Linked DNA regions of Mus musculus: all the other regions are linked to region 1. A link is a contact called in public ChIA-PET data. All regions are on one chromosome and are shown on one strand. Each heading gives the region's core, a stretch centred on a gene start, on an enhancer-like site or on the middle of the called end of the contact. The rest is flanking DNA. Distances are from core to core; before and after follow the strand shown. Region 1 holds the start of Slamf1 (signaling lymphocytic activation molecule family member 1). Region 2 holds the start of Tomm40l (translocase of outer mitochondrial membrane 40-like). Region 3 has its middle 6.5 kb from the start of Igsf8.

The links. ChIA-PET counts read pairs in DNA pulled down with a chosen protein or histone mark.
Region 2: an RNA polymerase II ChIA-PET map of memory CD8 T cells shows a contact between it and region 1, with 8 read pairs. The contact joins the promoter of Tomm40l here to the promoter of Slamf1 in region 1. A contact is called at or near these places in 1 of 115 datasets of contacts at active chromatin or transcription factors (memory CD8 T cells) and 2 of 9 other capture datasets (adipose tissue and liver).
Region 3: a contact with region 1 is called in an RNA polymerase II ChIA-PET map of memory CD8 T cells, with 42 read pairs. The contact joins the enhancer-like site here to the promoter of Slamf1 in region 1. A contact is called at or near these places in 2 of 115 datasets of contacts at active chromatin or transcription factors (large pre-B cells and memory CD8 T cells).

What each region holds. Positions count from the first base shown.
Region 1 is chr1:171,764,098-171,769,125 of GRCm38.p6, forward strand. Slamf1 (signaling lymphocytic activation molecule family member 1) reads left to right here and starts at 3,035. Exons shown (of 7, transcript NM_013730.4): 1 at 3,035-3,205. The coding sequence starts at 3,130.
Region 2 is chr1:171,219,828-171,224,855 of GRCm38.p6, forward strand. Tomm40l (translocase of outer mitochondrial membrane 40-like) reads right to left here and starts at 2,687. Exons shown (of 10, transcript NM_001037170.2): 1 at 2,548-2,687; 2 at 2,077-2,326; 3 at 1,745-1,812; 4 at 1,341-1,433; 5 at 978-1,079; 6 at 720-825; 7 at 474-596; 8 at 282-358; 9 at 1-69. The coding sequence starts at 2,191. It also overlaps a transcript of Apoa2 not described here.
Region 3 is chr1:172,303,363-172,308,390 of GRCm38.p6, forward strand. No RefSeq gene overlaps it. Among named protein-coding and RNA genes, the nearest start is that of Igsf8, 6.5 kb to the right of the region's middle. Within about 2 kb of position 2,994, at least 66 of the 459 cell types and tissues checked have an H3K27ac peak or open chromatin away from gene starts, as enhancers often do. A contact at or near this core is called in memory CD8 T cells, where this site is marked.

The DNA of each region.
Region 1 (5,028 bases), core at 1,785-4,284:
GAGCTTCTAAAACCTCAAAATCCAAAGAACTCCACTCTCTATGAACCCATGGGACCCATTCCCATTTAAACCACTACACTCTCAGACTCCCATAGGCTTGTAGCCATATCATAATGCAAAATGCATTTAGTCCAACTTCTAAAGTCCTCATAGTCGATCACAGTTTCAACACTGTTTAAAAAGCCACAGTTCAAAGTCTGTGAGGCTTGTGGACAATCTCTTAACTAGAACCCACTGTAAAATCAAAATGAAGAAGCAGATCACATATTTCCAACATACAACGACACAGGATATATATTATCACTCCAAAAGGAAAGAATGGGAGCATAGTGAAGAAAGACACATCAAGACAGAAAACTAGCTGGGCAAACTCCTATTCTGTATCTCTATGTCTAATGTCAAAGTGTTCCTCAGATCTCCAACTCCTTTCAGCTTTGTGAACTGCAACACACTTCTTCCTCTCTTGGGCTGGTCCCAGTCCCTGTTAGCAGCTTTTCTAATGGCTCTGGCACCTCCAACCTCTTGTGGTTCCAAGGCAATCCAGGCTTCACCTTCACAGCTTCACACAATAGCCTCTGTAGGCCTCCATGCAGAGACACCCACAGCTTTCCTTTGTCATGGAGGGAGATTCTGCAACCCCTTTCTTTTATCTTTTACTATAAAGCCAGAGCCATGTAGCTAAAATTACCAAGTTCTGCTACTTGCTGGGGCTAGAACACACAAACACACACACACACACACACACACACACACACACACAATCATTCGGTTATATCTGCATCAACTTTATGGTTTTGATGGTTTTCTTCACTGCCCTAAGCTTGGCTGTCCTGGAACTCCATCTGTAGATGAGACTGGCCTTGAACTCAGAGATCCACCTGTCTCTGCCTCTGGAGTGCTGGGATTAAAGCTTTTCTTTAATTCCTTTTCACAGTTCATTAATTGCTTTTCACAAATCAGAAGCTTAGCTGGCTCTGGTCTTGTCCTGAGGTCACCGCTCCCTCTATTCCACTTAGCATTAGACTTTTCTTTAAACCTTTTATCTTCTTGAGCACTGGACTTGACTCTATTGAAATTTTTGGTGCTATTTTCTACTCCCCCCAACTGTACATTTAGTATTTTTCCTTTGCTCAGCTTGCTCTTTTTCATTATAGATCCTCATTCGCATGGAACATCTATACTGGGTCCCCTTTTCACAAGAGTGGGGGTGGAGAGAATGTAAGAGACAGAGGTGGTGGGCGACTACAAGGAACCAGTGTCTTCCAGACACAGCGGGACACATATGTATTCAAGAACATAGTCCTTGGTAAGTCATCCAGGCTCTGGTGGAAGATCACACATCCAGGAATATTTGGGCAGCACAAAATTGTTTTGATGGGCTAAGAAGGAAAAGACACAAAGCTGGGTGGATGTCCTTGGAAGAATAGGGGACATGAATATGATAGAATTCTCAAAGAACTAATAAAACTATTATTTTTTAAAAGTAAAGAGTTCATCCTAGAAGAATAAAGTGAACATGAGTCTAAGTCTTTGAAGAGAGGGAGGGGCCTGACCTAAGCACACAGGATGGAGCATGCATTCCAGGAGTTGTGTGACTCAAGGGCATGCATTATTCTTGAAAACTCTGATTCAATAGCCAGGTGTGGTGGTGCACACTTTTAATCTCAGCACTTGGGAAGCAGAACCAGGTGAATTGGAGACCAGTCGGGTCTACATGGTGAGTTCCAGGCCAGCAAGAACTACATAGTGAGACCCTATCTCAAAAAAAGAAAATACAATAAAACCATCAGACAAACAAACAAAGGAAAAGGGAAAAGGAAGGAAGGAAGGAAGGAAGGAAGGAAGGAAGGAAGGAAGGGAGGGAGGGAGGGAGGGAGGGAGGGAGGGAGGGAGGGAGGGAGGGAGGGAGGGAGGAAGGAAGGAAACTCCAATTTATATCATTTTTCAATTTCTATGATATTAACCCCTTATGTGGAGTTAATTCCTAGCTACCACAGTGAGGACACATCTGGGAACACACCATGCCCAATACATCATTATGAAGTTGGATACAGGAGGCAGGAGAAGAGAAAACAAAGAGAACTACAGACCAGTTTTCCTCTAACTCCAGCTCTTTCTACCCCATGACCTTTGGGGTCAAGAGTAGATTATCTGTGAATATGACAATGGATTCTAAAAGCATTAGCCTGGGGACTAGTAAGATAGCTTGGTGGATAAGGATACTTGCTGCATAGGCCTGGCAACGTGAGTTTAATTACTTGATCCCACATGATGGAAGAAAAAAGCTGATTCCTAGGGGTTGTTCTTTGACTTTCACACACACACACACACAGCCTCACCTTTCAAAGTCTCCTTTTGAGCTCCTATTCTAGTGTTCTGTTCATGGAAGTTCTTTCTTCCATCCTTTCTCCATAGCAAACCTTACAAACAACTTCTAAATTGAAGGCAACAGAGAGCTAACTTGATTCTGCCCCACTGTGCCTGTCAGGAAAATGGGCTGTTGGTCAGAGATGTCTACGCCTGTCTACTCTATCAGTTTGTGACTATAGCTCAAAGTATCACTTGCACAGGTATTCAATGAGATTATGTAACGAATCATAAGTAACAGTCCTGTCATCTCATGCCAAGTAAGTTACAAATAGAAGTTGAGCTCTGGATTCCCTAATTTGTAGGTGGTCTACTCAATGTCCGTTTTTTTCTTAGGATCCAAGAAGAGTTTACCAGACAGATCTGCTCAAAGAACTTGTGACACCCATTTCCTGGAAACAGCTTAGAAAAAAAGAGGGGTGGGGGGGGAATCACACTTCTTCCCCAAGCCAGGGTTTGACTGATGTGACATTACAGCCCCTTTCCCAACTCCCATGGGTCTGAACACCTGACTTTGGCTTCTCAAGAACAATGAAGTGATAAAGTGATTTAAGCCTGATCATAAATGAGCAATCCTGGAGGCTCAAGTAGAAAAAAAAAAAAAAACCCGGTTGAGACAGGAAGCTGGTTCAGGAACTTGTCAGCAGAGGCAGCACTTCGACGATCAGAGCTTCTTCCTTGGGGGTAACAGTAAGCAGCTGTCCTGCCGAGCTGAGCTGAGCTGAGCTCACAGCTGGGGACCCTGTCTGCGATTGCTGGCTAATGGATCCCAAAGGATCCCTTTCCTGGAGAATACTTCTGTTTCTCTCCCTGGCTTTTGAGTTGAGCTACGGAACAGGTGAGTGTCCATTTGTTTAAAGGGTTTGAGTCTTGTGTTTAGCAGTTTGGAATCAGCAGAGCCCCATGGATGGAGAAGCCAAGGGCTGGGGAGTGCTGTTCAGTTGCCTCTTCTTTAAGGAGAGTGCCTCTGGGTTTCCACTGTGTCTTTCAAAGAGGAAGAAACCTGTTGAGTTCCCTGAGCCTTGGGCTACAAGGATTTGTCCCATCTACACTAGTTTCTATGGAAACCAGAAGCTAAAGGCACCTGCTATGTCCATAGTCAGCTTCCTGGACTCAGGCTAAAATTCTGAGTAGCTGGTTTATGTGGCTACCCTTCTGGCAAAGACCCAGGCTAGGGACCAAAGCTCTGGGACACTTGACCTATACTTCTGCTGAGGAAAACGACTCTCACATGTACATCATTGGCAGACAAAGAACACCGGTCCAGTGAAAAGCAAGGGTGATAGGAGCAACAGGTAGAAGTGGGAAACCTCAGACCTTAGGCTCACACCAGACAGTGGCTGCGGTGTGGTCATGCTTTCTTATAAGAGATGACTCCAAAGCACCAAGAAGAGGAAACGTTGGGATTTTGGAGCCCAGGGTTGCTTACAGAATGGGGAAAGTGCAATCAGGAAACTTCAAGGCTCTGCAGTGGGCTCAAGTGATGGCAAAGGGTTAAAGGAGCAGGACTTCTCTCCCATCCCTCTGGTTCTTCTCTTTTCCAAGGCAAGCTGTTGTTTTCTACTTAGTGGGTGGGAACTGTAAGGAAAGGTATTGGAGAGCAACCGTGCTAAGCAGTGCATACTGGGCTAACCATGGAATGAATGGTCAACTCCATTGTAGAGTTTAATTAGATTGTGGGAGACAGCCTGGCAGAGATGGCTTTAGGAAGCGGATCGGGGAAATCCTGAGAGCCAGAGCATTTTGGTCGTGGGGGATTCATGACTGTAAATCCATTATGGACTTTTCTAAGAAAAACCCTGAAATGTGCCAGGGATTGGGGGTGGGGGGCTGTACCTAGAATCTTTTATTCAAGTCTCAGATGAGGAGACCCTTGTCTAGCTCCACTTTGAGATAATCAAACTGAGCATCTTTGGAGGTAGAGCTAAGCCCTTCTTGTTGCATACCATTTGAACCCACCATTGCTGGCTTACTTGGTGACTGTAGTAACTATGGAATGAACGTTTGGTTTTCTCCTTGTCTAACCTTGTCTGTAGCAGCTCAGATGTAGCTAGCAAATGTTCTGCTTAAGGGTAGGAGGTCACTGGCTAGTGAGCGACAGCCCAGCCCCAGGATACATACATGTCTCTCCACTTGGCAACTATTCTTTCCTTGCATTCCACGTTCTAAAATAAGCTCAATTTTTGTCAGTGTTTCTATTTATAAATGTGTACTCTTTTGTGAAACCCCATTAAAACCCAAATAGAAATACTTTGCAAATGAGACTTATCAGTCGTGTCAGGGCAACCCAGAGGAGCTTGATTCTTGTAAAAAAGTGTGCACCTTCCCATTTCTGCTCAATTTTCAGTTCCTACTCAGAACTATAAGATGCAAAAAGTGCAAACGTCCCTTCCCAAGAAAAGCAAAGGCTCCTAAAGGATAGTTGATGTCTTTATTTACAGTGAACTTCACATGTAAGTGAGTGATGTTCAAGAAGCTAGGCAGCTTCTATATGGCATCTTGACTTTAATCCAAGAGGCAGAATAAAGAGTTGCTATCTTTGGGTAAATAACTGCAAGACAAACTTTATAGAAAGCATTGTTTTAAGTGTTTTATCCTTCAAATTCTCATACCAGCCCTATGAGATTGGTGCCACCATTGCTAGAACTTTGTCACTGAAGA
Region 2 (5,028 bases), core at 1,437-3,936, 540 kb before region 1:
GTGGTAACCAAAGGAGAAGGTCGTATCTTGTAGCCTTGTATTTGCCTCAAACTCTACTCCAACCTGAACCTGAGAAGCAGGGACAAGAACGAGAGGAGGACCCGTCGCCATGAATCCCACAGGAGTTCTGGCAGGGTATAAGCAAGCTGGAATGCATGTGTGAAAATGTAGACCAGATGAGGCCAGAAAGAATCATAGGCCAGAAGCCTGGGAAGACTCGAGGGGCAGAAGGTTCTGGTTGACTGACTCACTAGGCTAAGAGATGAGCTTGGTAGTCTTACCTGTTCATTGGCCTTGTGGTAATAACTTGCATGGGCCCCACCTGACCCAACATTCAACGTAGCTACCCAGTGGACAGCTGCAGGGTGGGGGAGAACAGAGGGAAAAGGCAGTTACCATCGTAGATACAGGCAAAGGAACCCCAGAAAAGCCCCGAGTCTCTCCTCCTCACCATCATTCACTTGATCTCGTACCTGAGTACTTCCCAGCCAGAGTCAAGATGGCCCCCTCTTCTCCTGGCCGCCGGTGATAAACTAGCTCTCCTCCTAGCACAAGCCGATGGGTGATGCTCTGCAGGAAGTGAGCAACCATGATCACTGTCAGGGAGAGAGGATGCAAGAGTCAGGGAGTCAGGTTTAGTTTCTTACCATCTGGTCATTCCCACCCTAGCCTAGCCAAAAAGGTCCCCCCACCCCCAGAACTCCGTCCCAGTTCCCCACCTGATTCCCCAATCAGATCCGGATTTCCCAGGGTCAGAGTGGCTGTGTAGTCATCTCCCCGATACTCGCCATCAAACTGCCATGTCAGGAACTTGGCCTGCTGTGTCTGGGTGGGGAGAGTAACAAATAAAATACCCTTCTCTCTGTTTATATTCAGTATTGCCTCTGCTCCTCCTCCCCCTGCGTCCCCCAAGGCAGGATACCCATGGAGGAGAAAGAGAGGTGCCTCGGTGGATGGAGGCAGGAACTGTGGGTCACCTGGAAGACAGCCTTAGCTCGCAGCCGTTCTGCCAACAGAAGCAAGACCTGGGCGTTGAGACTGCCACTGCTGTCCATATCCCCCACCACAGTGGGGAACACCTGTTAGGGAGCGTAGACAGGAAGGCTGAGATGGGTAGGTAGCTCTATCCATTGGCACATGAACAGGAAGGGATTTCAGTAACATCTCACAGTGCCCCCTGGTGGACGCCAAAGACAAACTCGGGCAGCTTTGCACAGGACTAGCTCGCGTTCAGAAGAGGCACTGAGAACATAGTTGCTGATCACACACATTTCCAAATTCTCAAGACCTACGTCCATGTGCGTTTTACACAGTTGACGCGAGTGTGGGGGAGCCCTCACCTCTGTGGGGCTAAGCTGCCAGTCCCCTGCATAGGCGGTATGGAGGTGGTACCCTGGCAAGCCCAGGGCACTCATGTGCACAGTATGAGCCACCTGAGGAAAGAGGAGACAACGGAGAACAGAGCATTCTATTTCGTTTCAATCCCGTCTCCCACCCTTGACCTTTTTTTCCATCCAGAGGGGGCTTTTTAAAACCTCAACTATTCCAACGCATGCAGAGGGCCACTGGACTTTAAGCAACAAGTCCCACATCTTGTTGCTTAAAGGCATTGGGGGGGGAGGACCCCACACTTCCCCTCATTTGTCCCACATAGCCTAGCCAAGACAGGACTAATAGGTGTAAAGAGGATCCAGAGACAAGCAGGGAGGAGGGGGGTAAGTAGGGGCCAGACCAGTGGGAGCACCTGGAAATGGCTGCTCAGAACCTTGTTGACAACCAGCTTCACGCCTTCCATCTGTGCTGGGAATACATCTGAAGGGAAGGAACATGCACAGATAAGGACCCCTAACTACATAGACGGACTCCCCTTTCAATTGCATATGAAGCACTGGAGGAAATGACCTCCTTTCAAATCCTGCAACAAAACGCTCTGCTTTGAACATCTGGTCCTTTTTGACTGCCGGATGCTCCAGCTGTGATCTCCCCTCGCTGTTCACATCACTGGACATCAGCATTCAGGACCCTCCCCTTCTCTATGACCCTTCATCCTGAGACACCCAAAAGCTGCGGTCTCACCTTTGCACAACCGGTGCAGCTCGTCGAAGCTCCCGGGGTTGGGCAGCGGTTCCTCTCGACGGTGGCTCCGGCGGGGTAAAGTACCCATCGGTGCCAGGCCCAGGGTGTTCCCCATTTTAATCCAGAGGACAGGGAGGGGTTGGGGTTAGCCTGGGGATAAAATCTATTGCTCCCTCTATCCCCCACGGGCTCCACCCCCCATCATCGGGCTCCCCAGTTTCAGAAACTTCCATATGGTTCAATGCTAGACCTGCAATAAGGAACAGTAGGGGGAGAGAACACCGATGCTAAAGTTGAATCCCGGGCACACTCCCGCCCCATCGTTGATCCCTCACCCCCACCTGTCACCCCCGTCTGCTCTCCCATTATCTAGTCTTAACTACTACCGCAGGCTTCCGCTGACTTTCTAGTTTCTCTGTTCTTCATTCCCACGTCCCAAGGGTCTGCCCGCAATGGAACACTAGCCCTTACCATCTCAGACCATCCTGCAGCCTCTTTCCCCCTAGGCACACCCGGTCATCTTGATGGGGGCAGCCATCTTGAGTAATGGCAGAACTGCAGCTTCACCCTGTATTCCAAGCATGTCCGTAGGCGCCATCTTGGAAATGGGCAAAGGAAGCGCCCAAAGACCCAACCCACTCAATGATGAAAAAGGTGCCTCAATTTACTAGTGACCAATAGGAGAGGAGAAAACAGAAGAGTGGCAGGCCTGCAGGCCCCAGGGCTTCAGTCCGAGTGCAGTGGCGAGTGGGAGTTTGTGGGTGGCCCTTTAGACGTTAGTGGAAGGCCCCCTTTTAAGACCGCCCAACCTCCTCAAGGTCGAGATAAACTCTTGAGCATTCAAGACACTAGAGGGAGCATTTTGCCTATTAGACCAATGGAGTTCCTTAAACCGGAACGTGAGAAAAGTGAAACTATAGTTTGAAGACCTATTTTATGAATATATCACACTCAGGGGTTGTGAAGACGTGGTTCACTTTACCCTCCACCTTCCTGAAAGCCGGCTGGAGAATCCCCACAACTCTCCACTCTATACCACCTCCAAAGGACTGCTACTCACAATCCAACCCCCCAAAACAGACCTCTACCGCCCCCCGCCGTCCCCCCTTCCCCCGCTGGAATTCACAGGCCTTGCCTTCCCGGCGTGGTGGCGCAGGCGGATTTCTAAGTTCGAGGCCAGCCTGGTCTACAAAGTGAGTTCCAGGACAGCCAGGGCTATACAGAGAAACCCTGTCTCAACGACCCCCCCCCCCCAAAAAAAATGACTGTGAGAGTTCTGAGGGCGAGGAGAGAGTTGTGGGCAGAACTAGCTTCCGAAGCAGCTACCCTCTCTAGTTATTATTTACATGGAGAAAAGACAAATAAAATCTAAGAATACAACCGCAGCCTGAAGTTACGCTCCTCCCCCCAGGGCCAGGGGCAAGCAGTGATGTGACACTAGAGGTAAGTCCACAAGAGGACAACTGGAAATATGCAAGATTGCATATGCAAGGGTTGAAGAGATGGCGAAGTGGGTAAGAGCAGTGACGAGGCTGGTGAGGTGGCTCAGATGCTTCCCCAAAAGTCATAAGTTCACTTCCCAGCAATCACATAGTGGCTCACAACCATCTGTAATGGAATCTGATGTACCCTTCTGTTGTTTGCATTTATACATGCAAAGAGAGAGAGTCGTGTGTGTGTGTGTGTGTGTGTGTGTGTTTGAGAGAGAGAGAGAGAGAGAGAGAGAGAGAGAGAGAGAGAGAGAGAGAGAACTGGCTACTTTTCAAAGGATCCAGGTTCAAATCCTAGCACCCACAACTTTAATTCCAGTTCCAGAGAATCTGACACTCTTACACAGATACACGTGGAAGCAAAACACATAACTAAAATAAACAGATTTCTTGGTCTTCGGTTGCACTCTCCCTCCCTAGCTTCCACACTTCCACCCCCGTATCTCTCACTAATATTCCAGTACACACAGGGTAAGCTTGGTGGCAAAAAGGTGAGTGATAGGAATGTTTTCAGTAGCTACTGAGTTGACTCCACTGGAGAGCCCTGGGCCTAGCGAATGTACCTCTGTCCTTCCACACAGTTAGAACTGGGCCAGGGGCCAGGACCTAACTGATAAGGGGATCAAGTGTCCAGGCCCTTTGACCTTGATTTGGACAGAGCCTCTTAACTACTGAGGTTGGGAGCAGGAGGGCAGAGGCTATTTTTCTGAATTTGTTTTTTGGAGGCAGGGAGCACACATTGATGAGAACCCATAAATGGACTTGTATTTCATGATTATTTTAAAGGAATTTCATTCATGAGACCTATCAAATACAATAATTCCAATGCAGCATTTTCTCTGTGTGTCTTTTGTATGTCCGTGAGGGGTGTGTGTGTGTGTGTGTGTGTGTGTGTGTGTGTGTGTGTGTGTGTTTGTGTGTGTGGTGTTCATGCCCCCTTCCTATCTCATTACACATTAACTCAAAAAGGGACAGAGGCAGTTGTACCTGTTCTGACTTATATCTTCATAACCCCCATTCCTTTCCACCTCCTATTTCAATTCATTTCCCTTCTTCCTCTTTCTTCCTCTTTCTTTCTTTCTTTCTTTCTTTCTTTCTTTCTTTCTTTCTTTCTTTCTTTCTTTCTTTCTTTCTTTCTTCCTTTCTTCCTTTGAGACAGAATCTCTCTGTGCCGTCCTGAGACTCACTATATAGATCGGGCTGCTCTCAAGTTCACAAAGACCAATCTGCCTCTGACTCCCCGGGGCTGGGATTAAAAGCTTGTGCCACTGTGCCTTGCTCCTTTCTCCTTCTGTTCCCAAATTCCTCTCTGCCAAATTGCTATGAAGGGGTGAAGGGTTGGGGAAATGAAACTTGTCCATAATAAGGTAAAGATGACGAGGGCTAAGAGCTGCATGTTGGAGCTTTCCAGAAAAATAACTTAGAATCCTGATTACCTGATGGATACATATAAACCCATCAA
Region 3 (5,028 bases), core at 1,744-4,243, 540 kb after region 1:
TGCCTCAGTTTCTCTTAGAGTCCAGGATCTTATCCCTAGAGGAATATGGCGTAATCAGCAGTGTGTGCTCCTTGTGATGCTATCGAGCCACTGAGACATTCAGTCTGTACTTGTTGAGACCTTACTGTATGCCCCATTCTGGGCCAGTACTGGAAAGACCACCATAACCCCGAGTCACGGTTCCCACACTTACAGTCCTTTTGCTTCGCACCCCAGCCTCCAAACCCCTCCACCCCATTCTTTGACCCTACTTCCCCAGAGTGGGTACTGAGCCTTTGAGATTTCTCCATTTCCTTAATCTTCCTGCAACTTCTCCACTGACTGGCTAAGTGAAGGATTCTCATCCTAGCTTTAAGTTTAGGTGCCAGGCCTGGACCTTACCCCAAGGTTCCCACTAGACGTGGCATCTGTCCGTACCCTGACATTGGATCCTCCAGACTCCGAAACTAAAGACGACGCATGTTAATTTAGTTCTCGTACCAACTCTGCTTTACAGATAGGGAAACTGAGGCACCCAATCAAGTGGGGGATCTGGGACTCAGACCTAGTCTATTTGGCTCTAGGGGCTGCAATGGTAACAAGAAAGAGCACAGATGATAAAGGGGAGGGAAAGAGAACAACAGCGCTCTGTGAGCTAGGCGCTAATGCCTGCTGATTGCACATGGTTAGACTAGAAGGTGATATCAGCTCCAAGATGAGAGAGATGATGCTCAGCCGGAAGAATCAAGAAGGTCTTCACGGAGGAGGTGGCCTTTTAATTGAGTCTTGATAGATAGGAGAGATCTGGCTCCGTGAGACGGAACCCTGTAGGTTCGGGACATCAGGGGCTGCAGTAGCATCCAGAGTATAGAGGAGAATGTGAAGTCAATCTGGGAAGTGGATACAGAGAGCCTCGAATGTCAGACTAAGTGTTATCCTAAATGCCAGCATTCTGTTAAAAAAAAAAAAAGAAGAAGAAGGAAAATAAAAACCTGTGATGCTAAAAGTCACCTGGATACGTGTTAAAAATACAGAACAGTGGGGCCAGGCTCAAAGATTCTGATTCATGAGGGCGGGGGTGGGGAGTGGGAGTCTGTATTTTTACCACCGAGAAAGTTTGAGAAATATTGCTATAAACAATATGGAGACATTTAAAGTTTCTGAAGAAAGAAATCATCTCATTCAAATTGTACCCTGGGTAAGACTCCTTTGATTGAAGGGGGGGGTGTGTGTGCGCACGTAAGCGCATGGGTGTGAGGTGTGGGGCTGGAAGGAAGAGATAGGAGCTATCAGGGAGAGGGTGTGGCAGGAGAGGAGGTGGGGGGGGAACAGCAGGGGTGAGCATTCAGGACTCCGTAGCTGGTTGCTTGCCAGGGCAGGGGAGGAAAGACTTGTGGAGTGGGGGTGTTGCGCAGCTCTGACTGTTATGAAGTTGGGAAACAAGCTATCACATCCCTGTGGTGGGTTGTGAGGCTGAGGTGTTGTGTGTGGTCAGGCTGCAGGAGGGGCTTCTTGAATAGATGAGACAGGACTGGACCTCCGCAGGGAGCATGGGCTGTGGAAGTCACCTGCATAGAGATGACCATGGAGGCAGAGGTCACTAAGGTGGGGGAATCTGGAGGACAAATGGCAAGAGTCTTAGGAAGAAATGTGTTCAATACTTAAGCCAAAGATGAGCCTAGACCAGCGGCTCTGAACCTGTGGGTCATAACCCCTGTGTGGCTAGAAAGACCTTTTCATGGAAGTCACACATCAGCTATCCTGCATATCGGAGATTTACATTCTGTCTCATGACACTAGCGACTTTACAGTTGCGAAGTAGCAAGGGGCATAATTTTATGGTTGGGGGTCACCACAGCATGAGGAACTGTATTAAAGGATTGCAACATTAGGAAGGTTGAGAACCACTGGTCTAGAAGATGGTGAGGTAGAGAAGCCAGAAAGATTGAGAGAGCTAGACCAAGCTAAGGACCTAGAGTTGAGAGAGGAACCGTTATAAGAGCATAAGAAAGAACTCTAAAAGCCAAGTTCCAGTTGACAAAGGGAAATGAGGCTGGTTACTTCTTTTTTTTTTTTTTTTACCTCAGACACCTCTGAGGTGACTGTTGTGACCTCTAAGGAAGCCATCTTCATGGCAGGTCAAACCTGGAAACAACAATCTTCCCCCCCCCCCCCAACCTCATTCCACACTAACAGGGCATGTGGTGAGGAAGCTGGAGGCTGAAGCAGGCCACCTTCTTTCAAGAAGATTGCTTTAGGAAATAGAAAGGAAAGAAGACAGTGGGTAACTGAGGAGGGGGTGTGAGGGATGCGGGGCTAGGGTCCTGTGTGGAGGACTCTCTTCTCCTGTTCACTGGGCCTACCCCACTGCCCATGTGCCATAGCACTCACCATAACTTATCTTCCTGACAATGACCAGGAAACAGTGAGGTCAGTGCGGCCATGGCTCCCATTATAGAAATAATGGAACTGAAGTTAGGGACAGTGCCCCCTGGCTGTGAGAACCAGGTCTGCCCAAAGCCTTACTGTCTAGCCCCGACATACCAGCCCCACCTACTCAGACCATACATTTTATGTTTGTTTTGGTTGGCCCCTTCATCCCAAGAACATCAAGAGGTAGGGTCCTCTGTGCCAACACAGTGCCAATGTAGAGTGGCTGGTTCTCCTTCTTGGTGTTCCCTGTCACCATGGCTGGCAGCTGGTCACACCTCCATACCCATGTCATGCCCCAGACACCAGTTTTGTGTCCACAAATGGAGTCAGAATGCCTAGAAAGTAAATCTCAGACTGACCACTAATTGGACAGAAGGTTTCCTGAACTCATTTACCCAGTCACTAACTCTGCGTGCAGGGCAAAAATGCTTAAGGAACATAGATTATTACTTTCTGCCCTCGATCTCCAAGGTCCTAGCCTTTAGAGTGCAATTTCTCTTTCACTGGATGTGGTCTCCAGCACCTTCCCTCTTTGGAGCACAGAGCCTGCCCTTGCTAGGTTGCCCAGGAAGCGGTGTGGCTTGATTTTTGAGCGACAGATGTTTGAGTTCTGAAATAGGAAACTTTCATGTGTGGGTGGAAGTGGTCAGGGCGAGATAGAATCAGAGATCAGAGGAAACAGAAGTGTCCACCATGGAGGCCATGGGGTAACCAGAGAGAAAAGACTGATTTCCTCTAGTCACTCCCTGCCCTCACACACATACACACACACACACACACACACACACACACACACACACACACACACACAGAGGAGGAGGAAGAAGAGGAGGAGGAGGAAGAGGAGGAAGAGGAGGAAGAGGAGGAATAATTAGAATTGGCAGTGGCCTTGAGAAGCTCAGTCAAAATAAGAAGGCAGATTGAAACAAGCTCTGTATATACAGTTCAATGTGGAAAATGCCATCCGAGGGCCAACGGCAGATGTTGTGAGTGCGTGTAGAAATGTGTGTGCGCATGCGTGCGTGTGTGCGTGTATGTGTGTGTGTGTGTGTGTGTGTGTGTACGTGTGTGCGTGTGTGCATGTGTGTATACGTGTGTGTGTGTGTGTGTGTGTGTGTGTGTGTGTGTGTGTGTGTGTGTCTGGGTATTGAGGATTGTCTTACCATCGGGACCCAGCTCCCACTCGCTCCCATGGCCAGCACTCTCACCCCCACTGCTCCATCTGTTTCTTTGTTTTTGCAGTTTTTATTTCTGGCTTTGTTTTTCCGTTACTTTCCTAATAGAGAGCCTTTGGAAAAATTCCATCCTTGTTTCAGTTGGACCAAGCAAAAAGGGAATTGTCCACTCTTCAGCCAGAATAGCCAAGGGGTACTGGCCTCCTTCAGAGTCCAGGTGGACAAGTGGACAGGCAAGGACTGATGGGAAAGAGGCCGAGGAAGACGCTCAGCTGAGACCAGGGAGGTCTAAGCAGGAGCATCAGAGCTTGCGTGAGCTGGCTGGGCAGGCTGTGCATCCCACACCACCCCTTGCACCTCCCTGCCTTCTGTTCTGGTTAGAGGGGAGAACAGAGAAGCCCTTCCATGCTGGGGTGCTTTGGACTGGGTCTCAAAGCTCTTTCCTCGTCTGGGAGGCTGTGAGGAGCTGAGACCCCAGAGTCAGAAGTCTTTGGCGTGTGTACATGAAACCTGTTCTTCTCTCTTTCCCTCAAAGTCCCAGCACACAGCTCTCATTGTTTCCTCTTATCCGGGACCTCTAGCCCTGCACTGACTTATTCAAGAAATACTTATAAAACACCTACTGTGTGCTACATACACCATACCACATATATCACATACACCACACACACACATACACATATACCACATCACACACCACACATATCACACACACACACACACACACACACACACACACACACACACACACACACACACACCACATTACACACCGCACATACATCTCACACACACACATACATATACCACACCACACCACAACCATACATACATCACACACCCACCCACCACATTACACTATATATACACACACAAGGCACGCATATTCACACACACTGAATGTATGCAGGTCACCATACAGGAGAGGAGACATATGTTCAGGACATTTAAGCTCATTTGCCTGTGAGCGTTCCTGTTTATTTGCTATGCAAACTTGGGTAAATTGCACAAGGTCTCTGCTCCCGCTTCCTGGCTGTAACATGGAGGGAGGTAAGCACAGTTCTTAGCTTCCAAGGCTGTGGCGAGGACTGAATGAGCAAGCCTAGTGTGTACACAGCGCCCAACACAAAGCCGCCTTTCAGTCAGCCCAGCGTTTGTTCCTCACCTCACTCAGCTGGAGGCAGACAAACCCGTAAATGACCTGTTCTTCAAATTTGCCTCTTGCTCAACCTGGTGACTCAGAAGCAGTCACCTGGTGCTAACCACCTCTTGCCCCCGAGGCTCAACTAACACCCAGTCCGCAGAGCTGTCTACTGGACTGCTATTTCCTGACTTCATTGCGGCCTACTCTGCTCGGGATCTCACAGAGAGTGAGAGTGAGGCCTGCTTTTGCTCTTTGACACCCTCCAGATGGGATTCTGAACCAGCGGGTCCCTCTCAG